2 separate regions of the Capsicum annuum genome follow, and region 2 is linked to region 1. A link is a contact called in public Hi-C data. All regions are on one chromosome and are shown on one strand. The core of a region is the stretch at or near the end of the contact, and the rest is flanking DNA. Distances in the headings are between cores, read along the strand shown. Region 1 has its middle 400 kb from the start of LOC107863753. Region 2 overlaps LOC107863753 (3beta-hydroxysteroid-dehydrogenase/decarboxylase).

Region 1 (6,923 bases), core at 1,673-4,172:
TTAAGTCTATCTAACTATCCCTTTATCTTGTTGTAATTGTGTAGTTTGTGTTCTTGTTAATGCAAACCGTGACTTGTTGCTAATGTTCATCGTGTTCTTCATCTTGTAGTTATTAAGCTAGTTTGTTGTTCACTGCCAAATAAGGTGTTAAACACCTCATATCCTTGTTACTCTCGTTATTCTTGTCTTGTATTGTTGAATCCGAGTGTCTTCACCAAATAGGTCCACTGGTTCTTCAAACTAGTGGACTGTTTTGGTGCTTGTTTTGTGTGTTCATTGTTTTCTTGTATCAACTCAGCAGCAATTTTGGTGAGTCTTCCTCATTCGACGACTAGTTATCAGTTATTTACTTTTCAGTCTACTTTTATTTCAGTCAGTTTGAGTTAGTTTGGGGGCTTGTCCCAACAACTCATTAAGATTTAGAGGCTTTCATACAGATGTCTAGATTTTCAGTATCTTGGTTGGTTAAAAAGTTCTATTTCCAGTTTTGGTTGATATTTGGTATTTCCTTATTATTTCCATCAGTTATTTCAGTTTAGCTTCCGCCCAGTATTTTATTACTTTTCAGTTTTCTTAGTGTTATGCCAGGCCATGGGTTAGCTTGGGGTCACTTGTGACTCTAAGTACCATGTTGCAACTAGGGGGCAATCACAGGTCGTGACAACTTATCTCTTAAACCTGTTTCTATTCTATTTCATGGATTTTAAGATGATACATACAACAGTCAATCCACTGTATTAATGTGACAATACCACCAAATTATTTTCCTTCTTTACCCTCACTAAGAAATAGAACTGAGTAATCCTCAAGTCAAATGACACAAGAAACTTAAGGACACTATTCTTGAACAACTTGGACAGCACCCTCTTTGCGAAAGTTTTGAGCTAAGATGAATGGAAAATACAATTAGTATCCTCCAATATCTATCTGCTAGATATTACAACAACAATAACAACAACATACCCAGTGTATTCCCACAAAGTGGGGTCTAGGGAGGGTAAAGTGTACGTAATCCATACCACTACCTCAGATGAAGTAGAGAGACTGTTTCCGATAGACCCACGACTCAGGACAGATAACAGTATAAAAAACAAAAAAAACAAAAATAAACAACAAAGTGGGATGACATATCGCTAGATAATAAAAAAAACAAGACACCGATAGAGTACAATTATAAATTATCTATAAATTATCTATTCGAAATCATAAACATCATCAGAACACTATGAACGAGAAACTATAGGTACAAATATAAACAAAGCACTCCCTACTATTACGGATACACTTCTACCCACTAATCCTCTATCCTAATCCGCGTCCTCCACACCTTCCTATCAAGGGTCATGTCTTCCTATAACTGCTCCATGTCATGCCTAATAATCTCCATCCAATATTTTTGGCCTACCTCTACTTCGCCTAAAACCATCCGTAGCCAGACTCTCACACCTCCGTACTAGAACATCCATCCATGCACCTCCTCATCACATGCCCGAACCATCGCAACCTCACTTCCCGCATTTTGTCTTCCACCAAAATCTCTCTCACCTTCTCATGAATAACCTCATTTCTAACCTTATCTCGCCTAGTAAGTCTACACATCCATCTCAATATTCTCATCTCCGTCACCATCAACTTTTGGATGTGGGAGTTCGTAACTGGACAACACTATGCTCCATACAACACCGTCGGACTGCCACTCTATAAAACTTACCTTTAAGCTTAGTAAACACCTTCATATCACACACAACTCCCGAAGCGAGCCTCCCCTTGAATCACCCTGCACCAATACGATGCGTAACATCCTGGTCAATCTCTCCATTCCCTTGAATCATAGACCCAAGATACATAAAACTATCCCACTTTCGAATGACCTGAGAATCCAGCTCCACTACCACGTCAGCCTCGTGCGTCGAATCACTAAACTTACATTCCAAGTATTCCGTCTTGGCCCTACTCAACCTAAACTCTTTAGACTCTAGGTTGGTCTCCAAACCTCCAACTTATTATTATTACAAAATGCCCAATTTTATTATTATTTTTTTCATAATTTTACGAGTGGCCAAATACAGATAAGTTAGTTTTGGCTGCTCTGAACTTAGTCTTGTCCTCTAATAGTAGATTATAGGGGAGAAGATACTCTATATCCCAAGTCTTCAAGTGATAATATGGAGGGCCTAGCATCTGCGCTTGTGGAAACATTTTTATAATTATCTAGTCTTTTACTGAATACATAAGTAGAAACATTTTTATAATTATCTAGTCTTTTACTGAATACATAAGTAAAAACATTTTCATAATTATCTAGTCTTTTACTGAATCCATAAGTAATCTGCACTACAGCAGCCTAAGTTAAAAGTTTAGAAGCTAAAATCAATGATGAAAATTGCTCCTAATGTGGATCAGCAGCAATGATAACATGTGAAGTTAAATTAACATACACTTTATCTCCATAATGCATGCAATCTGTACAAGAAGGAATCATTGACTCAAAACCAAGTCTGGAAAATATTAATTTTTACTTATTCAGGGGGCATCGGGAGAAGGAGGGTAGTGTTCTTGTTCTTGTGTCATAAGACTCACCAAGATGACCCTGCTTTGCCGCAACATGGAATGCATCATAACCATTATTTGCCAGAATAGAAGCTGTCTGAAGGTCTAAATATTTTAACAACTCTGCAACAACCAAACTATGACCACTCTCTGCAGCAACATACAGAACAGTCTCACCCTCCTGGTTTTGCTTAGATAACAAATCATTGATGCCTTTGCTATCAAGTTTCTGAACAATTTCTTTCACCTTGCCAAGGTTCCCTGCTCTAACTGCTAAGTGAAGTGGGGAATCCCCTCTTTTCTCTGGTGATTCCTTACCCCTTTTCCTGTCACCACCAAAACTCAGCTGCCTCTCCATTGCTATCCGAAAACTTTTCTGCTTTTCCATCAACCCACTGAAGCTCTTTTGCTTCTCAATCGTCCCATTTTGAAAACTCTGCTGTTTCTCCATCGCCCCACAAAACCTAATCTGCTTCTCCATCACCACCACAAAATTCAATCCCTTCTTGTATATCACTAATTATTATCCAATAAATTCCCAACCTTCTTTTCCCACTTTCAAAATCGACAAAGCTTCAAACTTTTCGTCATCATCAGGTCACTTTTTAAATTCAAACTACCAAGAGAACTCAGGAAAAAACAGGTGGAGAAGAAACTCAACTTTCACCCTTTTCTTACCCAAAATCAATGATATCACTTCCATGAAAATTTACATAATCAGTCCAAAATATCAAACCAAAAGTCAGAAACAAAACAAATTACTTAAAATTAAATTACATCAAAAGTAAAACAAAAAAACCAAAGAGCTCAAAACCTCATTCTTGATAAACTCCAGAAGCTGAAATGAGACAATATTGTTGACAGACCCCAAAACCAACAAACAGATTCTCTGCTCATTAATTAATAGCCAGACTCAGACAATTTGATGCAAATCTTGAAAGAAATCCTAAGAAAGATCAAAAATAGGAAACAACACCATCACCCATGTGGGATATTGTAATTTACATGTAATACTAATTGTAGTTTAAGCATCTTGAAACAGTTACAGAAAGCAAAGCTGTTTTCTTAATTATAGTATATTTATTTTCACTTTTCTAGAAAGTTAGTCTCCTCTCCTGTTATCCACCCAATTGAATACACCAACAGAAATAAATAAATGTTTATTACTATAATCACCTCTTGTTTTTTGGGTACTATAAAAATCATTAAAATAAAAAAGTTTGTTTAGTAAAAAATGCATATTGTTGGTCGTCATTGAGGTTGACATGATATAGGTGCACTAAAGGACAGATATTTACAAGGAGTGGAGCACTCCATAATTGTGGGTCCCAACTATGTGATTTTATTGAAGAAAAGAAATACATACAAGGAAAATTTTAGTACGGTTATGCACCACATCATATTTATACGAGGCTACTATTATTTTGATACATAACTTTTGTAGGCTTAAAGTAATTTTATTTTTATAATTTTTTGTGTTCTCAGTTTTTTTTTTTTGACAAATCACTTTTTTCCTTTTCCTTTTTCATTTATGGTGTTAATTTTATTTTTTATTTTTCTTTTTTTGTTCTTTTCTTCAAATTATTTTTTTCCTCATATTACTATACTAAATAAATTGAAGTTTTTCTTATTTTTCTTTGTTTTATTTTCTCCTAATTTTTATTTATTGATATTTATAAACAAATTAATTTTTTTATCACTCGACCATAGTGGTAATTTATTATTTTTAATTATATTCTCTTAATTTTTTGTTAGTATAAAGAATTTTGGATATTAAAAATTTGAAATAAATTTCATAAGAAATAAATTTATCTTTCGTAAGTCTATATGATATTATTTATTATGATTTAAAATTATTAAAGTATGATTTAATATTATTAAAGTCATTGTATGATAAAATTTAAAGTTGATAAGATCAAGAAATGGACTGGGTCCTAAATAAATTTAAATATTGATTTTAATTTTCTTAATATTCTTTTCCTAAAATTTTAGAGTTGACCCATAATTAATAGATATAAAAAATTAAATTAAAATATCTTTTAGAGTTTGTTTGAATAGGATTAAAATTTGATCAAATCAACTTTTAATCCTTTTTTAGCTTTTTTATATATGTGGTAGAATTAAAAAGTACTTTAAAAAAAGTTCAAATTTAATTTTTAAAAAAAAAGTAAAAAGTGAGACGTCGGGTACTCCCAACTTTTTAGTTTTTAGATTTAAATTCTCTTTAGTTTGACCAAAATATTTACTTTTTTATTCCTTATATTTTTCTCCAATTTCAACATTGCTCTAAATTTGCAGCCCTTAAATATATTGTTTTTCTTTATTTTTCTCTTTGCCTCTTCTCTCCACTTCTTTCCTCTAGTTTCCTCTTTATTTTTGAATTATTAGAATTAAAAATTATATATAATTCAACTTATTTATGGTATTAGCAACTTTAAAAATATTTAAGTCATTTTGACAATAAAAAAGTGTTTAACAACCCTTATTTATCAAGTACATCCACAACTTTTTTTTGGTTTCAACACTTCTATCCAAATATTTATCTGCTTAATTTCTAAACACTTATTTTCAACTTTTAAACACATAAACTAACAAATTATTTTTTAATTCTATCCAAACGGACTCTTAATTGGTCTTAAATTAAAAATATATAAAATATATTCAAGTATTCTTTAACTTTTGTGATTTTAAACATGTCATGTAAAAAATTAAAATTTAAAACTTTATAGAAAATGAAAAAGATATTATTTTTTAAATGAACTTATAGAAAAATGACATAAATAAATTAAAACAAAAAATACTATATAAACTTCATTTGTTACAAATATCTACAAATAAAAATTAGAAAGAAAAAAAGACCATTAATTTAATTAGTTTCATGAGCATGAAAAAAATTGAAAAGCAAAAATAAAGAAAGACAAAAAAAATAAGTTATAAATAAAAATTTAACTCTAAAACAAAAGAGTAAAAAGATGAGTTGTCTTAAAAAAACGAGAAGGTAAAGGAATAAAAAGAGAGAGGAAGAAGAAATTGTTTTGATAGGTGGACCCCACAAAGTTTATGTGTCAAAAAATTAGAGGCCTCATGCAAATATGATGTGGTGCATGAGGCCCATACTAAAATTTTCCATAGGTAAAAGTCATCATTTTTACCTTAAACTATACTCGAAAAGTCGAAGACACACCTAAACTATTGTAGTGACCTAATACATACCTAAACTATAAAAAAAAAATGAAACTATTTACCCCTCCAAACTGATCTGGCAAAGAATGTGATATCACATTCCTACACGCGCGTGAAAAGCAGAAAAGAAAATTAAAAGCTTATTAAAATGTACACGTGTCATTATTCAATTGCATTTTATCAATCAATTATATTTAATTAGTTTTTGATTTATATTTATATAATTTTTATTTTCTTTCTTTGCCTTTTAATTTATTTTTCTTTTTCTTTTTTTCTCTTCATCTCTGTCTTCTTTCATGTTTTCTTATTTCTTCCTTAACTCCATTTCTTATTCCTTACCTCCTCTCAACCTCCATCAATTCATCAATGAATTCACAAATATATTTACCCTTTTATTTTTTTCCTTTATTATTACAAGTAGGAAGAAGTTTGTTATTATTGCTATGTCCTTTTGGTTTTGTTAGAAAAAAATAGTACGAATATAATTTGATATTGATGTGTTCTGTTCAATTTATAATTGATATTTCTTTGTGAATCTGGGTATTATTTAGATGAAATTTACTCAATTTTAATTTAAATTAGATTGTAGATTTTTTGAATTTTACAAAATTGAATTATGTGTATCTTGAATTTCACGAGTTGGATTGTGGATTGTTCGAATTTTATAAAATTTAAATGTGGTTATCTTGAATTTCACGAGGTGGATTCTGCGTTTCTTGCATTTTACTGAATTGTGTTATGGGTTTCTCGAATTTTGCAAATTGAATTCTAAATTTATCGAATTTTATGAAGTTGAGTTATGGGTTTCTTGGATTTACGAATTGAATTGTAAATTAGTTGAATTTTATTGAATTGAGTTGTGGGTTTCTTGAATTTTCAAGAATTGAGTTCTGTGTTTGCATTTTACGGTCTGGGTTATGATTTGCTTGAATTTTATTGAATTGGGTTGTGGGTTTCTAGAATTTCAAAAAAAAATGGCGGAAGATTGTAAAACAGTGAAAGGATTGAAGTAATTTTGTTTGTCGGATTTGGATTGCTTTGATCCGATTGAATTCGTTTGTTTATCAGTAAATGGGTTTTGCTCAAATTTTTAACTAAAAGAAGAACGAACGAAGGAGATGATATTTTGGAGTTATATATATATATATATATGTGTGTGTGTGTGTGTGTGTGTGTGTGTGTATGTGTGT
Region 2 (6,923 bases), core at 3,022-5,521, 380 kb after region 1:
CTACTATAAAAGGCAAAGAATGCTTCTCAATTGGTAGTTTTTGCAAATTCAAAAAGTGAAGAGAGAGAAAGGCAAAAACTCAATATTCAATATTGCCCAAGTCCTTATTTCTCATATGAGCTGAAATAGAGAGTGTTCTTGAGTCAAGCTTGAGTCTGTAACAGAATTACTCATTCTATAAGAGTAATGTTCTTTTCTTTTTGCTTTGAGAGTGCTTAGGTACAGTTGCCTAAGCTTGATACTGGTTAGAGTTAATCAGTTTTAAGGGAGTCTTGGCAGAGTTGTCAAGTTAGACTTGTAGTAGAGTTATTATAAGTAGGAGGAACCTAGATTTAGGTTCAAAATCGAGTTTGTAGTCAAGAGGTTGATTATAGTGGATTTGTGAGAGATTGTGAGGGCAAGCCGTGGTTTTTTCTTCCTTAAGTAAGGGGTTTCCAAGTTAAATCAGTGTGTTACTTTATTTTCAGCAAAGTTTTACCTTCCTTAGTGCTTTATTGATTTATTGCCTCCAACTGACTTTGAGGGACCAAATCCCTCACTTTGTCGTGTAAACCCCAAGGTTTCAACAATATTAAAGAATGTAGTTGTCCCTGCTTGAATTTTTTAGAATCACGTTAAGTATTACGTTAGTGCCTCAAATGTAATGAATGTGTTCTTAGCTAAAAGGAACGAAATAAGAATATGACACGAAAGTGAGTATAAGTTGATCTTTTTAGCACATAATACTTTTATGCAAGTTTATATTTGACAACAACGATAAATAAATCATATGGTCAAACAACTTTAATAAACTGTTAGATTGTATTTACAAAAACAAGTATTATCACATACCAACTTTATATTATACTTTCAAAAGATATATCAATATTTATAATAGAAGCCTTGGTAACATAGAGTAACTAAAATGAATGAAAAGAATACAGCATGAATAGGAAAATATTAGGAAAGATAAGCTTCTTGTGCCTCACAAAATTAAAATAATTAACAGTATCACATGTATCTAAGTAACATTGATCATTCTTCTTCGTAACATATCCAATCATGTTGATCGGGACAAACAAGTTACTATATGACAATCCATATTGATCATTCTCGTTCTTGTTTATTTTTTTTATAATATTTTATCAATAATATTGATATTATTCAAAAAAAATGACAATTCGATATTGAACGTTATCTAATTATCTTGACTACACGATTCTTCATCCACATGCAAGCACGTGTCGAGAAAGTTCATTAAATTTTTGTGCTACTTTTTTTATTCCAATCTATGTGGCACGGATGAAATTTAAAAAGCCCATCAAATTTTTTTATGATTTTGACATATCTTAAGTTTTTAATTATTGATTTATAGTACTTTTACGTAATTTTCAAAAACTATATGTTACTTTTTTTGTCTCATCTATATGGCACTGATGAAATATTTGAGAAAGTCAATCAAATTTGTTATATAGTTTTAGATATTTTAATTTATTAATTTTATGATTTATACGATTTTCTACATAATTTTCAAGTAATATATGTTATATCCTCTATGCCAACAATTTATATGACATTGATAGAATTTGTTAAGTAATTTTTGTACATCTTTCAAATGTTTTAACTTGTTAATTTTTGTGATTTATATTACTTTTCATGAAATTTTCAAAAATATATCTCAATTTATTTGCACTTATAGAATTTTTAGTCAAAAAAAATTTTATGTTCCCCCAAATAATTTAGATTTAATTATTTTAATTTATAATATTTTTATGCAATTTTAAAGTGTATAATAGATTAAAATAAAAATAAAATAATTATATTGAAACATGACATATGAATTAAAAAAATATCCTCGATCATAAGCAGACAGTTGGAAGCAGGCATGACAACTACCAGTTGTCTGCTCACTGATATATATATATATATATATATATATATATATATATATATGCACACCACCACCAATGACTGGTGGTGTACAGACAAAATTGTCAAGTCAAATCGAACCAGTAAACCAAACCAAATCGAGAAGAAAAATGCTGATTTGTGATTTGATTTGATCGGTTTCACATTAAAAAAGATGGCCATTCTTGATTTAGTTTGATTTAACCAAAGAAAAATGAAATCAAAACTCAATCAAACCAATTATATATATATATATATATATATACATACATACATACATACCAAACCACCGACTTGTGGTTTGATTTGGTCAGTTTGACTTAAAAAAAACCATTATTGATTTGGTTTGGTGTTAACCAAAGAAAAGTCAAATTTAATCTCAATCAAATTGATTATATATATATATATTAAATTTAACTTTTTATACATAAGAAATGTTAATTATAATCTACTTTTTAAATACTTGTAAAAGTAATTTTATTTATTTTAAATATTTAAAAAATAGATGTAGATATATATTTAGATCTGGATCTTTAATTGATAACTAAACGATCCGTAGTTCAATAAAAACTTACAACCTAAAATTTTTCACTCTTCCGTCATTTTTCATCTTACTTTTTAGTTTTCAGAGAGTTCTCCCCTCCTCCTTCCACCCCTCATTTTTTTATAATTGTGGCTTCTCATTAGCACATGATGTAAAAACATATTTGATCTTGTCTACAATCACAATATAATTGTTCAAACTAAAGATTATAAAAAAATGCGAAAAATCAACTAAAACTTAGGTTGAGCAGGACCAAGACGAAGTACTTGAAATGTAAGTTTGGTGATTTGTTGCATGAGGCTGACATGGCAGTAAAGTTGGATTCTTAGGCCATTCAGAATAAAAAGAGTTAGAAGTATCTTGGTCTATGATTCAGGAAAATGGTGAGATTGATGAGGATGTCATGCACCGTATTGGTGCAGGGTGGTTGAAATGAAGGCTCGCTTTAGGGGTCTTATGTGATAAGAAGATATCTCCTAAGCTTAAAGGTAAGTTCTACAGAGTGACAGTCAGACCAACTATGTTGTATAGAGTAGAGTGTTGGCCAGTCAAGAACTCCCACATCTAAAAGTTGAAAGTGACGGAGGTAGGGATGTTGCAATGGATGTGTGGACGTACTTAGGATGATAGGGTTAAAAATGAGACTATTCGGAAGAAGGTGAGAGTTACTCCAGTGGATGATAAGATGCGAGAAGTGAGGTTGCGATGGTTCGGACATGTGATTAGGAGGGACACAGATGCTCCAATTCAGAGGTGTGAGAGGCTGACTATGAATGATTTTAGGCGAGGTAGAGGCAGGTCGAAGAAATGTTGAAGGGCATTAATTAGACATGATATGGAGCAATTACAACTTACGAAGGACATGACCCTTGATAGGAAGGTGCGGAAGATGCGAATTAGGGTAGAGGGTTAATAGGTATGAGTTCGTCCGTAACAGTAGGTAAGAGTGCTTTTGTAAGTATCTACGTCTTTAGTTGCTTGTTCGTGGGATTTCAGTAATGTCTTTATTTTCAAATAGATAGTTTATAGTTTTACCTTAAGGGGTCTTGTATTCTTATATATTATCTAGCGTTGTGTATCCCATTTTTGTTCTGTGCTTTATATTTTTTGTTTGTTTGTTTGATTATACTATTAGCTGTCCTAATCCAGGAGTCTATCAAAAACAATCTCTTGACTTCATCTGAGATAGTGGCATGAACTGCGTACACTTTACCCTCCCAACACCCACTTTGTGAAAATACACTGGGCATGTTGATTTAATTTATAAATTTAATAAACCACATAATTTAGTTTGATTTTTTCAACCCGGCCTATGTAACCCCCTAACCGGTGGTATATCAGCCCACTTGACAGCCATACCCGCAGGAAAAAACAATAATGGTAATGGTTAAAAACAAAGTATGGATAAAAGGAATTTCAATTTAAATGTCAACATCCTCCGAAAACTATTGGTTCGTTTGAAAGATGCACCCTTCCACAAGATGGCATACTTTTCTAAAAATATAATCATTGTTTCTGGACACATTGTAATAAACACAACGGCAAGCATAGGCAGAATTTGTATCAAAGCAGTATTCATCCACGATGTTGTCATCATTTAGATCTACCTCACATCCAGAAAGAGCAAACCCTATACTCAGAGAGCAGGGGAGAGTCGTATTTCTTTCCTTTTAACTTCCCAAACTTTTTTGTAGCCCTAGTGCTAGGGTCTAGGAGGAATGAAATGGTGGGGGAGTTGAGTTTCTTGATACGATACAGATCGATCGACCATTTACATGTTGGGTTAACAAACTACTTGTACAAGAGGTCACAGAATCTAAATAAGGAAACTGAGCCACGAAGATATACATCACTCTTCTTCTGTCTGTTGTTAGGAGTCAGTAAAGCATCAGTACACCTCATTGCTGGATCTTCAATCTAGAAGATGGGATTTCTGAATCAGAATGGAACACTGCCAGAGGCAAGGGTAAACCCCTCATCAGCAAAGTAAAGGCACCTTTTGATATGCTGTATATTACATTTGCTGTACTATCAACTTCATCCTCATACTGCTCATAAATGAGGAATGAAGTGAATGCCATAGCTAGTGCTGCAATGGTTTTGAATCATATCAAACAACCGGATATGGACTTTAATGCACCATTAAGCGTGAAAATATAGCGTAACACATACCTATACCAATTGCAAAAGTCATGCAATCAGAAATAATCAACTTCAGAAAATACAGGGGTACAGCCGCCTGCAGAAAATTAGAAAACTTCAGAGGTGCAAACACAAACTAAATAGTAGATAGATTCAAGGACAGACTACAAATGACATTTGCAATCTGGCCCACTTGATAGCCATATCTTTTATCACCACATTATCTCTCAGTGCATCTCTTTTCCAAGGTCAACTGTCTCACCCTTCTTGATACTTCATCTGCTTAATCTATTGTCTACTATTAGTTTCTTTTGGCACATCCAAAAGCTTAAATTCATTTGCTTTACCCATCTCCCAGCTCTAATTACATACACGAAGTGCAATATTACTTCTAGGAAATATCAAAGCCACCCATTTGTTTGATGTTATTCAAGTTTTTTGAAGAAAAAAGTGTTTGACCTTTTTTGAAGATTGGACAACTCAAAAAACTAGTTTTTGGAAGATTTGAAAAGCCATGTATGGAAATCATCCAAAAAAGAAACTAGAAGGCTAAGCAAACTCGGGAGAACTTCAGACACAAGCCACCTTGATAGTTTTTAACTCAATTTAGACTTGGTAAAAAAAGAAAGGAAGAACACGAAATCATTTAGTACACACCTTCAGAAATATATACCAATCTTCTCCTCGGGCAAGTAAACTTGCTAATTGACTCATTCTGTTCCACGTATATGCTACATTATAAAAGCAAGTTCTCATATCCACTTCAGAGATCTCAAAGAAAGACCATGATATTCTGGGAACTGCAATCCCATATCTGCAGCAAAGACGTCATTATTGGGGAATACAAGCATCCCATGCATAAAATAAATACTGAAACCTAAAAACAGGGAACGGGAAGCCGATAAGTTCGTTATGAAATAATATTGTGAATCATCAAAAGCTCCCAATTGGAAATAGATATTAATATGCAATTTTACAAATAGAGGAAAAGAAAGATCAACACACAATAAAAGCTATGAAGAAAAACTTGCTTATACTGACAAATAAGTTCCCCATGAACTTCCACATAACATTTTGAGATTTTCACACACTACGTTGCTTGGCTAAGCTTTACCCTATTTAGCCCATGTTTTCAGATCTTGCCTATTTAGCCCATTATGCATATAATTTAAAATACTTGGTGGAAGAGGCAATAATTCCTTAATTAGTAATTATCATTTTCCTTTTTTGATACTTAGAAACTGAATTATAGAGATATTCATGTTTATTATGGCGAATTAAGACATTGTTGGTCGGATTAAGGTGAAAAATGATAAACTACATCGTTGGGAATTTTTATAATCTTGAAAACCCATTGAGTTTTGTGACTTGTTGAAATTTTTTGCTTGTTGGGGATGTTATTCTGAAGTTAAAATTTGAAGCTATTCATTGACGATTTGACCCATTTCAAATGGAGCTTCGTGGTTGAAGTTTGTAGGGCATGATACCCAATTTTTGTATAAGTTTATATAACATTGTATAACAATGTGAAAGTATGTATAGACTTATGTTGCTTGGACCCTTCATTTTAGCCACCTCACCCGTGTCGACATGACGTTCGTACTGATAAGGGTGTGGAATTCGTACCGGGGTGGTCAATCGAGATGGGTACTTTGACCACAATCCACACAAAATTTGAAGGAAAAATGGAAAATGAAAGATCGAATTTTAGCCGCAGCCTGCTAGTGCCTACAACCTGAGAAATTCTCAAAATAAAATATCAAAATTATTATTGGCTTTACCCCACAACCTTTTAGAATATTTTTATAGAATTGTTATAGAATTTGAATTATTTAAGCCGAATCCCCGCGCGCATTGATACATCATACACTTTTATACAATGTTGCTATATTATTTAAGTTAAGCATATAATATTGTATAATGTTGTATAACGGGTTTATTAACACTTGTTGCAAGAAGTTGGTGTCCGGATTTGCATATTATTACATGTCACTGACAGAATTGAGCTGACATAAAAGAGATTAGGAAGACTTAAAAAGAAAGAAGTTGGACCTACAGATAAAAGAAATGCTAAAGGATTTGTAGTGTTCTAATTTACTCTTTACAACAGGATGAAGTAGCATCGACCAGTTCTTTTCACCTTTTCTTTCACTTCATGTGGGAGGTGTTGAGGGAAGCACTTATTTTAGTTGGCATATATAAATGTCGTGTATACTTTTTTTAAATAAATTCCATGCATTAAGGTTCACAGCAGGGATCACATGACACATCCTAAGCATATGATTTATATCCAGTTGTTTCAGAAAGCAAAACAGCATGATGAAATTTCATCTCCTCAAGAAAGATATGA

The links. Hi-C and Micro-C count contacts between places; a contact is called where the count stands out from the background.
Region 2: a contact with region 1 is called in a Hi-C map of leaf, with 2.9 times the contacts expected there. The contact joins two enhancer-like sites. A contact is called at or near these places in 2 of 5 Hi-C or Micro-C datasets (leaf and placenta).

The regions. Positions count from the first base shown.
Region 1 is chr3:79,483,234-79,490,156 of UCD10Xv1.1, forward strand. No RefSeq gene overlaps it. Among protein-coding and RNA genes, the nearest start is that of LOC107863753, 400 kb to the right of the region's middle. Within about 2 kb of position 2,923, at least 5 of the 5 cell types and tissues checked have an H3K27ac peak or open chromatin away from gene starts, as enhancers often do. A contact at or near this core is called in leaf, where this site is marked.
Region 2 is chr3:79,863,165-79,870,087 of UCD10Xv1.1, forward strand. LOC107863753 (3beta-hydroxysteroid-dehydrogenase/decarboxylase) reads right to left here. Exons shown (of 12, transcript XM_016709875.2): 10 at 5,231-5,387; 11 at 4,604-4,670; 12 at 3,833-4,520. The coding sequence ends at 4,330. Among protein-coding and RNA genes, the nearest start is that of LOC107863753, 16 kb to the right of the region's middle. Within about 2 kb of position 4,272, at least 3 of the 5 cell types and tissues checked have an H3K27ac peak or open chromatin away from gene starts, as enhancers often do. A contact at or near this core is called in leaf, where this site is marked.